Linked DNA regions of Larimichthys crocea: region 1 is linked to region 2. Evidence: chromatin contacts called from public Hi-C data. All regions are on one chromosome and are shown on one strand. Each heading gives the region's core, a stretch centred on a gene start, on an enhancer-like site or on the middle of the called end of the contact. The rest is flanking DNA. Distances are from core to core; before and after follow the strand shown. Region 1 holds the start of actr2a (actin related protein 2a). Region 2 holds the start of LOC109138715 (E3 ubiquitin-protein ligase TRIM39).

What was found. A called contact is a pair of places that touch in the nucleus more often than the background predicts.
Region 1: a Hi-C map of muscle shows a contact between it and region 2, with 2.6 times the contacts expected there. The contact joins the promoter of actr2a here to the promoter of LOC109138715 in region 2. A contact is called at or near these places in 2 of 7 Hi-C or Micro-C datasets (both in muscle).

Annotation. Positions count from the first base shown.
Region 1 is chrX:29,152,794-29,158,959 of L_crocea_2.0, reverse strand. actr2a (actin related protein 2a) reads left to right here and starts at 4,624. Exons shown (of 9, transcript XM_010730326.3): 1 at 4,624-4,771. The coding sequence starts at 4,724. LOC104918537 (E3 ubiquitin-protein ligase TRIM21) reads right to left here and starts at 2,232. Exons shown (of 2, transcript XM_010730323.3): 1 at 2,096-2,232; 2 at 1-1,376. The coding sequence starts at 1,355.
Region 2 is chrX:29,014,607-29,020,650 of L_crocea_2.0, reverse strand. It overlaps LOC109138715 (E3 ubiquitin-protein ligase TRIM39), which reads left to right and starts at 4,483. Exons shown (of 3, transcript XM_027282718.1): 1 at 4,483-4,639; 2 at 5,208-5,476. The coding sequence starts at 5,210. ppp3r1b (protein phosphatase 3 (formerly 2B), regulatory s1ubunit B, alpha isoform, b) reads right to left here. Exons shown (of 6, transcript XM_010730328.3): 3 at 2,867-3,043; 4 at 600-659; 5 at 197-381.

The DNA of each region.
Region 1 (6,166 bases), core at 3,375-5,874, 140 kb before region 2:
GGGATGTCTTCCTTCCTGTTGATTGACTCTGTGGCCACTCCTAAATCCCATTCAGTCTTTCCTTTAACCTGAACCTCATAGTAAAATCTGCCCAAAGAGAAACTCTGCTTTCCTAAAACACAGGGATTCAGAGCAAATCTCTCTGGGTTGTCTGGGAGATGTTTTTTGACCTCACCAGGATTTACTTGTTTCCCATCATCAGACAAGATGAGATAAGGATTTGCTGTATCAGGATCAAGAGTTACATCCACTGCATACTGCTGGACCCTCTTCAGCTCTAATTCAAACAGCTTCTTGGTCTCTTTACTGAATGTCTCTTCCAACTGAGACACAGCTCTCACCACAATCCCCTCATATGACAGTGGACTGATGTTGATCTTCTTCCAGTCCTTGATGAATGGTACAGGTTTCACGTATGGGAAGCTTTGAAGGAAGTGGAGGTGGTCTTCAGTACGTGAGAGCTGCTCCACCTCAGTACTTCTCTTTTTCAACTTAGAGATTTCCTGTTCCAGCTTTTTGATAAAGTCTTCAGCCTGTTTCCGTGTGGATCTCTGCTTCTCTTCGATCGTGTCGATGAGCTTGTTCAGGTCACTCTCAACATACTCCTTCACAAAAGTGATGACCCGAACACCATCTGCTTTCTCTATCTCTGCATTTTTCTTACTGAGGTCAACTGAGTGTTTGATCTCCTGGATCTTCAGTTGTGCCTTTTGGATCATCTGCTGAATTTCAGCCTCTGTCGTCTCAATTTTTGCTTTTTTTACTTCATATTCTTCTTTCAGAGGAACAACTTCATGAGTCTTGTGGTCTAAAACAGTGCAGAACATGCAAACACATTTCCTGTCGATTTTACAGAACATCTCCAGAGGTTTATCATGCTTCGCGCACATCCTGCCTTCAAAATTCTCCACAGCATTGATCAGTTGATGTTTTTTCAGAGGTGTAGCTGTCAGATGAGGCTTCAGGTGAGTCTCACAATAAGACATCAGACAGTTCAGGCAGGACTTCGTGGCTTTCTGTTTGGTTCCAGTGCAGACGTCACAGGGAATCTGAACTTGAACTTGTTTTGGTTTGGCATGTTGCTCTGAGCTGCTGCTGTTAGCTTTCTGTTGAGCTGATTGCCTGGACTGAGAAACCATTCCAGATACCAAAGTGTTGGTGTTCAGCTCAGGTCTTGTGTTGAAAAGCTTTTTACACAATGGACACAGGTACTGGTCAGTAGTATTCCACTGTATATTTATGCAGTTTCTGCAGAAGTTGTGTCCACATGGTGTGGTGACTGGATCCATGAACACATCCAGACAGATGAAGCACAGAAACTGATCTTCAGATGGCAGACAGTTTGCAGCAGCCATCGCTTCACATTGAAAACGAAACTGAAAAGTGAGAAAAAAAACCTCTATTAATTTAATTGCAGAATTTTTGCTTGCAAAATTGTGTAATGTTCTTGTAGGTATGGGGCATAAAACATTCATAGGGCAGTAACTTTGTCATTAAAAAAAGTTAATCGGCATACTAGGGCAATAAAATGAAAAGCTTTTAACCTTTTGAATCTTGTTTGGTTCTTAGTAATGATAGCAGTAATGAGTTAAGAACAAGGTTCCACCCCAGCAAGTACAATCTTGAAAATAAGTCTTCAATCAGTCAATCAATCTGGCCAATACTTACGTAAAAATAGAAGAAGTGTAATCTATTTGGCACAGCTACTACTGTGGTAGTAGCTAAGGGAACATTGTATAAACATAAAGAGAACAAGAGTTTGCACATTGTAGCTAAACCAGATCATCAAGTCTTGTTTCACTATGCCAGTACATAATTAGATCATTTGCACCTTGTAATATTTGTTTGTTCTCCTCATATGTTACCGTACAAAAAAAGGCAACCCTGGGTACTCTTGTTTTGTTTCTGTGTAACAACATCTACACCCTAATTATTTAATGTCTGTTTGTCCTCATACTTACCAGTCTGTTAACCACTTTATTCTCACACATTATGTTTTTTGTGGAATGTTAATTAAATAATTCAAATAATGTTTATTACAAACAGAAAATAAAGAATAAAGAAAAAAACAGTAAATATTATCGGGTGTACTCACCAGAGTTCGGCAGAAAAGTAAGGAAAGTTTTGATGAACTATATTTCTTCGTTGGACAGGAACACACGTCTTACTGAGAACTCTGCTGTCGCTCTGACAATCACTTTCGTTTCAGGATGTCACATCGACACAGCTCCGCCTGCTCTGTTCAGTTCAGTTTCATCCTCTGCTTCTGCTTTGCACATAATTATAATACAGCATAATACACAGTTTTGGTATAAAATGAATTTAATATTTGGGTGACTGGATTTTATGATTTGTTCTTTCTTTCCTTATTTGTTTTTTTTTTCTACAGCAGTCAAACATACAGCAAAAGATATGTTATCTTTATAGTCCTCTTTGTAACAGTCATCAGTCATGGTTCAGTTTGTAACAAAAGTATGAATAGTTATCAATACATACAAAGAGCAGTCATACATATACATACAGAGATTCATACATACATACATTCTTTAATCATCTCTTGGTCACTTGTTGCTCTCTCTACCTACATTAAGTAATGTTCTGATTACACATTTAAGATAAGATAACTTTAATGATCCAATGACGGGGAAATTCACTTGTCTCAGCAACTTGTAAACATAAGGTTGATAAGAAATTACTCACAAGTAAATATATAGAGCAAAGTCATGTAGTCATGCTGGTGTTAAATAGTCAGCTGATGGAATGAAGGACCTGTGGCAGCTAGTGAAAAATATTCTAGGTGGGGCTGTGCCATATTCAGTCAGTTTCAGAAACCATCCCATCCCGATACAATTTAACACAAACTGCAGGATACCAGTGCTCTGTGAAATAATAAGTAATTATTTAATGCCAATACAAAAAAATTGAGGCATTCTTATGCAAAAATAAACACTGCACAATCACAAGCTTTACATGTAAAACAGAACTTGTAAACAATTGATGTATCAATTTCTAACAAAGCATAACATGTTGGAAAGGCTGTTGACTTTTACACCTGTGCCCCCTGTGACAGAGGCGATCAGCTGTGACAGAGGCGATCAGCTGTAACAGAGGCGATCAGCTTTGACAGAGGATATCAGCTGTGACAGAGGTAATCAGATGCACTGTTGAGTACATGAAACATGCCCTTAGTAGTTAATAGGCAATACAAGAGGCATACCATTAGAACAATATACAATAACATCAAATTATATAGATTAATAAATGTTTATATGAACTGTATAAAGGATGTATAATAAAAAAAATGTATATCACATGGTTGAACAAACCTTACATATACAGTAATATTAGCTTCCCTTTTTCTCTAGCTTGCTGTCTGATATCATGGTCAGGTTGATCTGGGCCCAGCTCTTTCACACGTAGTTTGTCCGGCAAAGTTCTCCTCTCAAACGGAAGCTGAAGGAGTGATTTTACCGTAGTGAGGGTTGGGTCTTGGAGGAGTACTGTTACGTACACCATTGTCATGTAGAATAGTGTTTGTACATAGTGGCCCTGACTTTCAATAATACCCAAATGCAGCCAGCACAAACCATTTTACATGTGTTATGAAAATGAAAGTAATGAATGAGCAAGGGATGATAACAGAAGCAGTGGGGGAACACGGCACGTAGACGCAGAATATATAATATAATCTTTTTAATTACATTATTTTCTATTTTTGTATAAATGTATTGTTTCAAGCACATTGTTTGCATTGACTATTTTTGTATAAATGTATTGTTTCAAGCACATTGTTTGCATTGAAATGCATTTAATGTTGTGAATCAACTGTTAAAGTTGCTAAAATTGCTCCCATTATTGCTTTGTTTCCCTTCTGTTTACTTTCTAAGCCACCTGGGGCGTGGTCTCTATGGGGCGTGGTCCATTGGGGGCCTGGTCTCTGTGGGTGTGGTTTGTGGGGGAGCAGTGGATCATATTTTGCACATATTCCATTATTTAAACACCCAAACATTGAAAATATGAATGATTTAATATTATTATAATTATTTTTACTTTTTTTCATTTTATTTTTGTGGCTCATATCTATTGGCCAGCCGCCACTCATAGTAGCGCTCCTTCTTACATGGTGGGAGTAGTAGTAGTCTGCTGCTGAAGCTCTAGTCTCATGCACGAGGTGGGAGGAGTTGTTTGTGATGGATGTCAGCTCTGCTAACATCCTCCTCTGCCCCACTTCCTCTATAGAGTCTAGGGGGACAGTCCAGAACAGAGCTGACCAGTTTGTTGAGTCTTTTCCTGACAGCAGGTGACAACATAGAATAATGCAGATGCTACCATGGTGTCATGGAAAGTTTTTAACAGTCCTGAACACTCAGTAGTAGAGTATTGTTCATACTTTTAGTCAGGGGCGCCTTACAGGGGGGAAAAGTTAGGACAATTCCAAGGGCCCACGATGGACAGGGGCCCCAAAAAAGAGGGGGACCAATTAGATTTTTTTTTGTCATGGGGCCCAAAATTCCTGGCGGCGCCCCTGCTTTTACTGAAGTAAAGGATGAGAATATTTCATCCACAACTGTGGGTGTCCGAGTTATAGTCAGCATGCTTTTATTCTGAAGGAGTCACTCCTGAAGTGTTGTGTGTGTTGCTTCCGGCGCGGCGTTGAGCTTGCCGTGAGTTAGCTGGTGTGCAGGCAGAGGGTCAGGCTTCTGCTGGATTCAGGGAACAAAAAATGGACAGTCAAGGGAGAAAGGTCGTGGTTTGTGACAATGGAACCGGGGTGAGTGTGAGAACATGTGGCACTGTTAAATCTCACCGTGTGTCGCTGCCGGTGCTCCGCAGTTTGTTTGTTTTTTGATTAGAAAAAGTGCAAACAGGAAGTAACAGAGAGGCTAACGCTGTTAGCACCGTCTAGGTGGGTTGTGTTAGGAATGTGTCTGTCAGCTGGATTCAGCTCATTCATCTGCTGCACGGCCACAGCTGGGAGCTTCATCTGCCCGGATAACTTACTGTTTATTATCACACTCGTTTGGTCTCCTGGCGACGAGTCTTGATGAGTTTGCTTAGTAACTTTGTAACTGACAGTTAGTGAGCTAACGTTGCTGCACAGGTAAACTCCATGGCAACGGTAACTTAAACAGCATTTAAGCACAGTTAATATCAAGCAGTTTATGTTTTTAAGCATTAATTAATTAATTAATAATTTGAGGGTAGTGTTACAGTTCCTGAGTAACGTTAGCCACGTTAGCCAGCTCCGCATCCTTAGCTGTGTTTATTAAAGTATCACCGTCTGAAGCACTGTCACACAGCAGCTGGAAGGATGAGCTACAGTTAAAGACATTAAACTATTTCTGACAAACTAAAAATCACAGTTTTTCCTTTTATTTTTTTTCTCCCACCCTCAGTTAGCTTAGCAAGGTTAGCTCAGTTAGCTACAGCCCCGCCCTCGTTAAAAACAGGGCAGCGGTCACTTCACTGCTCTCAGCATTTAATCACACACACACACACACACACACAGGCGTACTGCACGGTTACTAACACGTTCAGTCGCATGCGTTTATGTTGGCTCGTACAAATGAAACACGATGAATGAATTCAGACAAATTCACCCTGTTAAACCGGAGTGGACGAGTGCGCATGCGTGCAGACATGGGTTGAGGAAGTTGAAGCAGTTCTTCCATGTAAGGAAACTTGTCAGATGTGCTGCAGTCTGACTACACTGTCTGTCTGTCTGACTACACTGTCTGTCTGTCTGTCTGTCTGCCTGCACACACGCTTTAGAAATCATTAACGGAAGTGTGTGTGTGCGCTCCTGGTTAAACACTTCACTCCCTGGTTAAAAGCAGGTACTTCTGTTTTAGTACAAGCAACAAAGCAAACGCACAGACTGAAACACTTTGTCCTTTTAGTGCGTTTAATGACACATTCACTTCTTTTTCACAATAGGAAATGCTCACTGTCATCTCATTTTTAATATCTGAGATGCACCTTTATGATCTGTTGGATTTGTACTGGCCCCAATACTGATCTTATAAAGTCAGACTGGACTGATCCACATGCTCGGCTCGTTTGCTGTAGTTGGCTAACATTGACTCATAGAGCTGAAACCGCTTCACCTCCTGCATGTGCTTCAAAACAAATGTATGAATGAAAAGTCATTTTGAAACATTGCATC
Region 2 (6,044 bases), core at 3,234-5,733:
AGTTGTTCTTTATACTCTGAATGTTGCCAGAGTTTTGACCTATTTCCTTCCTTTGTGAACTTTTGAAGGACGTGAAGTAGTACCAGAAATATTTATTGTGTCTTTCAGCTGTTTTTTAGTCTGAAGCTCTGTTCATAACACACACACACACACACACACTAGATGTTAGAGGGAGGACAAAAGGTAATATACTTACAGCACAGAACTCTTCGAAGGATATCCTGCCATCACCATCTTTGTCTGCGTTGATGATGGTTTTGTCAACGATCTGTTGAAGCTGGGTGTCCTTCAGGTTGTTGCCCACCATCATCTTCAGGACCTGGAAGAGCTCCCCGTTGGATATGTAGCCGTCTTTGTCCATGTCGTAGATCCTGAAGGCAACTGAGGTCAAAGGAGGATTGAAGTCGATGTTATGTGTACACAGATACAATATGACATCAGTTTCATCACAGTGAGGTCAATCCAACGAAAACGTACTGCCATAAGAAATGTTTTGATAGAATTTAAAGTGAAGACAGTGATTTATGTGTCAAACATGTTCAGTGATCCTTGAAGTTTATGAGATTTAATTTGTCTACATACAACTATTAAACACTTACAGCGCAACTTCTGCTCCTTGTCACCTTTGACACTGAACTGGGAGACTCCTTCGATAAATTCTGCCGAGGGACAGGAAACAGCATCATCAGTTAAAACTGCAGTTAAGATAATAAATGTTGCAACAACATTTAATGTAGATAATCCAATAAGATCACCATGTCATGATGGGAAATAAAATGTGCATTGTGATACAAAAACATTTTGTCTTTCTTCTGTACAAAGCAAGGTACAAATGAAAGAAACAGACTGATAGTGTCACGCAAACTTCCCAAACTTTCATGACCTTTTCAAGACGGAGGCTGCTGCAACACCTCTTAAAACCAGATGTTATAAAAACCATCAACTGATAAAAAGAAACTGTGTTTTCCATTTTCTTACTGGAATCCTGTATGTGTAGTACACAGAGTATTTGAGCTGGGAAACAGGATTTGTCTTTCATCTGTCGTTTGTTTTTAGATTCCTCGTCAGCGATGGGAATTGATAAACACCATTATTGATTCTGCTTATTGTTCAGATTCTTTTATCGATTCCTAATAAACTTTCTGTGTGGAAAAATAGTCGAGTTGAGCTAGCTCTAGCCAGAAAGCGGTTTGTCATCTAAATTGGATAAAACAAGAGAATATTTGTACAGCAATTTATTTTATATATTTGTTTTTGTTTAGGAAAATAATCTGCTGGCACTAAAGTTGATAACAGGATAGTTACCCATGGTAACGGATGTGCTGCTCAGTTGGTACTGGCATTCCTGGATTTTAAACCCATGTTGCTCATCGTATCCTCACTACCTCGATTTAGGAGGTAAAGCGGGTCGTCCACTAATCATATAATCTGTCTTTCCTGACTCCTCCAGTCTGCATGTTGAAGTGTCCTTAACAAATACTAAACCCCAAATTGCTCCCCAAGCCTGCTCCATCAGTGTGTGAATGTGTATGAATGACCAGCTCCCAAAGTGGCACCTTGCATGGCAGACAACAACATCAGTGTGTGAATGAATGAATGAAATATGTAATGTAAAAGCGCTTTGATTGGTGAATTTATGGTGAATCATGTATTTTGAATATGCTGCATTTTGTCACATGCTGCATGTTTTACAGAAAACCAGGATTTTTAAGAGTCCAAAATGTTTATATATTTTTGATTTCTGAACACACTGATCATTACTAACACACAAAGTATTTTGCGAATGAAAAGGTTAACCTAATCCAGTGGTTCTTAACCTGGGTTCGATCGAACCCTAGGGGTTCGGTGAGTCGGTCTCAGGGGTTCGGTGGAGCCTCCGCCCTGGAATTTTTTATACCATTTGTTACAACATATCTTTGTGAGCAATCGTTTTCGAGGATGCTGGACATAAAAACTAAGAAAAGGAACAGACTTTGCTGTGAAAATGACATGAGACTGGCACTTGCCAAGGTGAAGCCACGCATATCTGAACTGGTCTCTCAAAGGCAACAGCAGAAGTCACACTGAGGTAAGTTGTTGTGAGTTCATGCACTGTGTTGGTTTTGTTATTTGAACAAGGTGATGTTAATGCACGGTTCATTTTGTGCACCAGTAAAAAAAATCATATTTTATTTTTTACTAAAGAAGGGTTCGGTGAATGAGCATATGAAACTGGTGGGGTTCGGTACCTCCAACAAGGTTAAGAACCACTGACCTAATCACATGACATGACTTGGTCACATGACACATTTTTGTCCATTTGTGAGAATTCGTTGAGTGAAATTCATTAAAATGATCAGCAGAAATCATCAGGAAAAACTTAAACTTGAAAGAAATGTAGGGTTGCATGGTACAGCAGTATACTGACGGAGCAACACCATGGTTACCGTCAATGTAAACTTTAATTGTGGGCAATGTTGCAATGAACAAAAATGATTATGTGGAAATATTAGATTAATAAAGTTTTATTCGTGTATTTTTTATCGTCCATGAGTGACCCAGATCTTTTCTGTGTTTTGTCTTCTGAATAGAAACAATCCTCTATATTTTCTTCCTCCTCGAGTGAAATGTGTTGTGAAAAGTGCATTTGGTGGATGAGAAATCATATTTTTCTGTGCTGGGTCTGACTATTGTTCCTGGATTTGCCAGTGCACAGTGAATTACAAATTGTATGTATCATCAGAGGCCTTTTCAGGGACAGCGGATTATAAAACCATCTATTTTTTTTGGACTAATGTCAGTAATGGAAACCACCTCCTGTCAACAAAGATTAAATTGACATATCAGAGTGAGGAGGAAAGATGAAAGGGTTTCATGATTTATTTACCTTTAAAGTCGACTTCTCCGTTCCCATCGGTGTCGAATATGTCGATAACTCGCTGCACGAGGGGATTCTGCTGCAGCTCTGGTAAGGACATAAACTCCTCCACACTCAGGGAACCAGAGTTATCTAGGTCGAGTTTCTTAAATCTCTTTCCTAGCCTCTTAATCTCATCAGCATCAACTGAAATGAAACAGAGAGAGAGAGACACACACACAGTTATTTACAGACAGAGAGAGCGTTTCTGCGTAACAGACAAATCTGTTTAGAGAGTTTGGTTTGACACGTCAAACCTGAGGAGGAAAACACTGTAGTTTAAACACCTGTCGTCCACCTGTATCTTATTCCCTGATTGTGCCTGTAGAAAGCATTTACCCGAACCACACGACCAGACTTACCCGGCTTCTCGTTCTTACTGGCCATGGTTGTTCAGAGCTGCTGATCTCCCACTGCACCAGTAAGGATGAACTTTGTGCTACCGCACCTCCTGGTGCTGTGCACTAAGCCCCAACACTGGGTCATGTGACACCTCTTTCAGCACTAATCACTCTGCTGATTACCGTGAATCAGCTAGACACAGTGAAGGTGTACTGTGTTTGGTAACCTGGTGGAGATACTTTACTCTGTCCTTTTAAATTATAAATGTTATTTTTAAGTCTCTCTCAAAGAGTCGTCCAACAATAATTTGTTGTAGAAAACCTTTGTTTTAACTCTGAACATTTCTTGACACCTGGCAGCCTTCCTCATGTCCCTGATACACTGCCTGCAGATAGATACAACCCAGATAGCTTCCTTGTTGTTCGGGGTCAAACCTGATGTCATGACAGAGAACGACCACTAGATGGATCCCACCACAAAGAAATGACGAGAACTGCTGCCACGTCAAGCACCGAACACTCCTGATAATGTGAGCGACTGTAATGAATTTAACAACAGATCTTATGCAGCACTTCTCTCGTGGAGGTTAGAAACTTATCCTCGATCTTCAGAAAAACTATAGGTAGAGAAAACATCTCAGGTACCGGCTGCAAGGAGAGCATTTAGTGGCCTGCATGAAGATTGGACAGTGATTTTTTCCCCCTCCAAGCCAAGGAGGATGAAGTGCAGTAATGAATCACGCACAGTGTCCAAGATGTGTGCTTATGTTTTGCAAAGCTTATACAGCTTATTTTTATGGAATCATCTCCTTGTGATCACTTGAAGTCTTGAATATACCAAGTGAACAAAAATTTTAACACAGACGAACCACTGTGTCGTCAATATACCATCCTGCATGCCTCGTTTTAGGGTTTTTGTGGTGTGTACCACAAGGCCTCAAACTGTAAAAAGTGTTTAATGCTGACAAAAACTCCTCTTTCTGATTTTCAATGAATCGATCATAAAAGTTAGAAACCACAAACCTTATTCCTATTCTAAAATGCATTCATTTCTGATTATTCATGCATCTTACTATCACCTTTTTACACACCTTACTTCTCCTACTACTCCTGTCAGGTATAGTACCACCTATGCTCCACATTAAACCAGAGAAAACCAAAGTCTTACCCAATAATCATGTTACTCAGAGGGAGAGAACAAAACCCTGCCCACAGAAGTGCAGTAAGAGGCGGAGCAACACTAAATAGAGGAAAGCTCAACGTCAAACTCCAGAAATGAAACTTAACATTAAGAGAAGCAGCCACGCAGCAGTCGACACACGTCTCTGTTTCTGTCTAAAAGAAACAAAGTGAGTTCATCAGGTCTTTCTCAACAACACAGAAGAGTCTCTGCCAAACACTGGTGAGTACAACTGATCATATTTACAGTTTAAACAACCAGAACTAACACAAAGAGTTTCACTCGTTTCATTTTATGCTGACACTTTCTGTTTTATCTATGACTGTTTGTCCACAGGTCCACTTTACAGTAACTCACATTAATTACTTTCAACAGTCTCTCTTTGTCAGTTCTTCAGTAATCTGTAAATTAATCTCTGTAGTTTAGAGTTAAATCTCACTCTTATCTTCCTGGTATTATTACAGTTTACTGATCTCTTCCTAAAGTCAGATTACTTCCTGTTTCCTCTGGCTGTTTCACATTAAAAGCTTTCTACCAGAGAGCCAGGGAGCAGCTTTTAATGTGAAGCAGCTGGAGGAAATGCAGTGTATTTGTCATCATGTATGAAAAGCTTTGTTAGCAGCACTATTCTTTTATGAAAATTGGTCTATACAACAAGATGTAAACATATTTGGTGCTATTGGTGATATTCATTGTTAAAAAAAAAGATCACTGTTAACATAATTGTGGATTATGTTCCTTATAAAACTTATGAATTAAATGTTTTTCTTCTTTCACACTACATGTGTAGAAATGGCTGCTGCAAACTATCTGCCATCTGAAGATCAGTTTCTGTGCTCCATCTGTCTGGATGTGTTCACTGATCCAGTCAGTACACCATGTGGACACAACTTCTGCAAAAACTGCATCAATGAACACTGGAATACTACTGACCAGTACCTGTGTCCGATGTGTAAGAAGGTTTTCAACCCAAGACCTGAGCTGAACATCAACACATTGTTCTCTGAGATTGTTTCTCAGTTCAGACAATCAGCTCAACAGAAAGCTAACAGCAGCAGCAGCTCAGAGCTTAAAGTATCCAAACCAGGAGAAATTCCCTGTGACGTCTGCACGGGAACCAAAATGAAGGCCCTGAAGTTGTGCCTTAACTGTCTGACCTCCTACTGTGAGACTCACCTGGAGCCTCATCTGACAGCTTCAGGTCTGAAAAGACATCAGCTGATCGACCCTGTGGAGAACCTAGAAGGCCGAATGTGTACAAAGCACGATAAACCTCTGGAGCTGTTCTGTAAAAGTGACCAGACATGTGTCTGCATGCTCTGCACTGTTTTAGACCACAAGACTCATAAAGTTGTTCCTCTGAAAGAAGAATATATAGTAAAGAAGGCAGAGCTGGGGAAGACTGAACCTGAAATACAGCAGATGATCCAGAAGAGACAAAAGAAGATTCGGGAGATCAAACACTCAGTCAACATCAGTAAGGGAGATTCAGACAGAGAGCTAGCAAAGGGTGTTCAGGTCTTCACTTCTCTGAAGGAGTCTGTTGAGAAAGGCCTGGCCAAGCTCATTGAAACGATCAAAACAAAACAGAAAACAACAGAAAAACAGGCTGAGATTTTGATCGAAG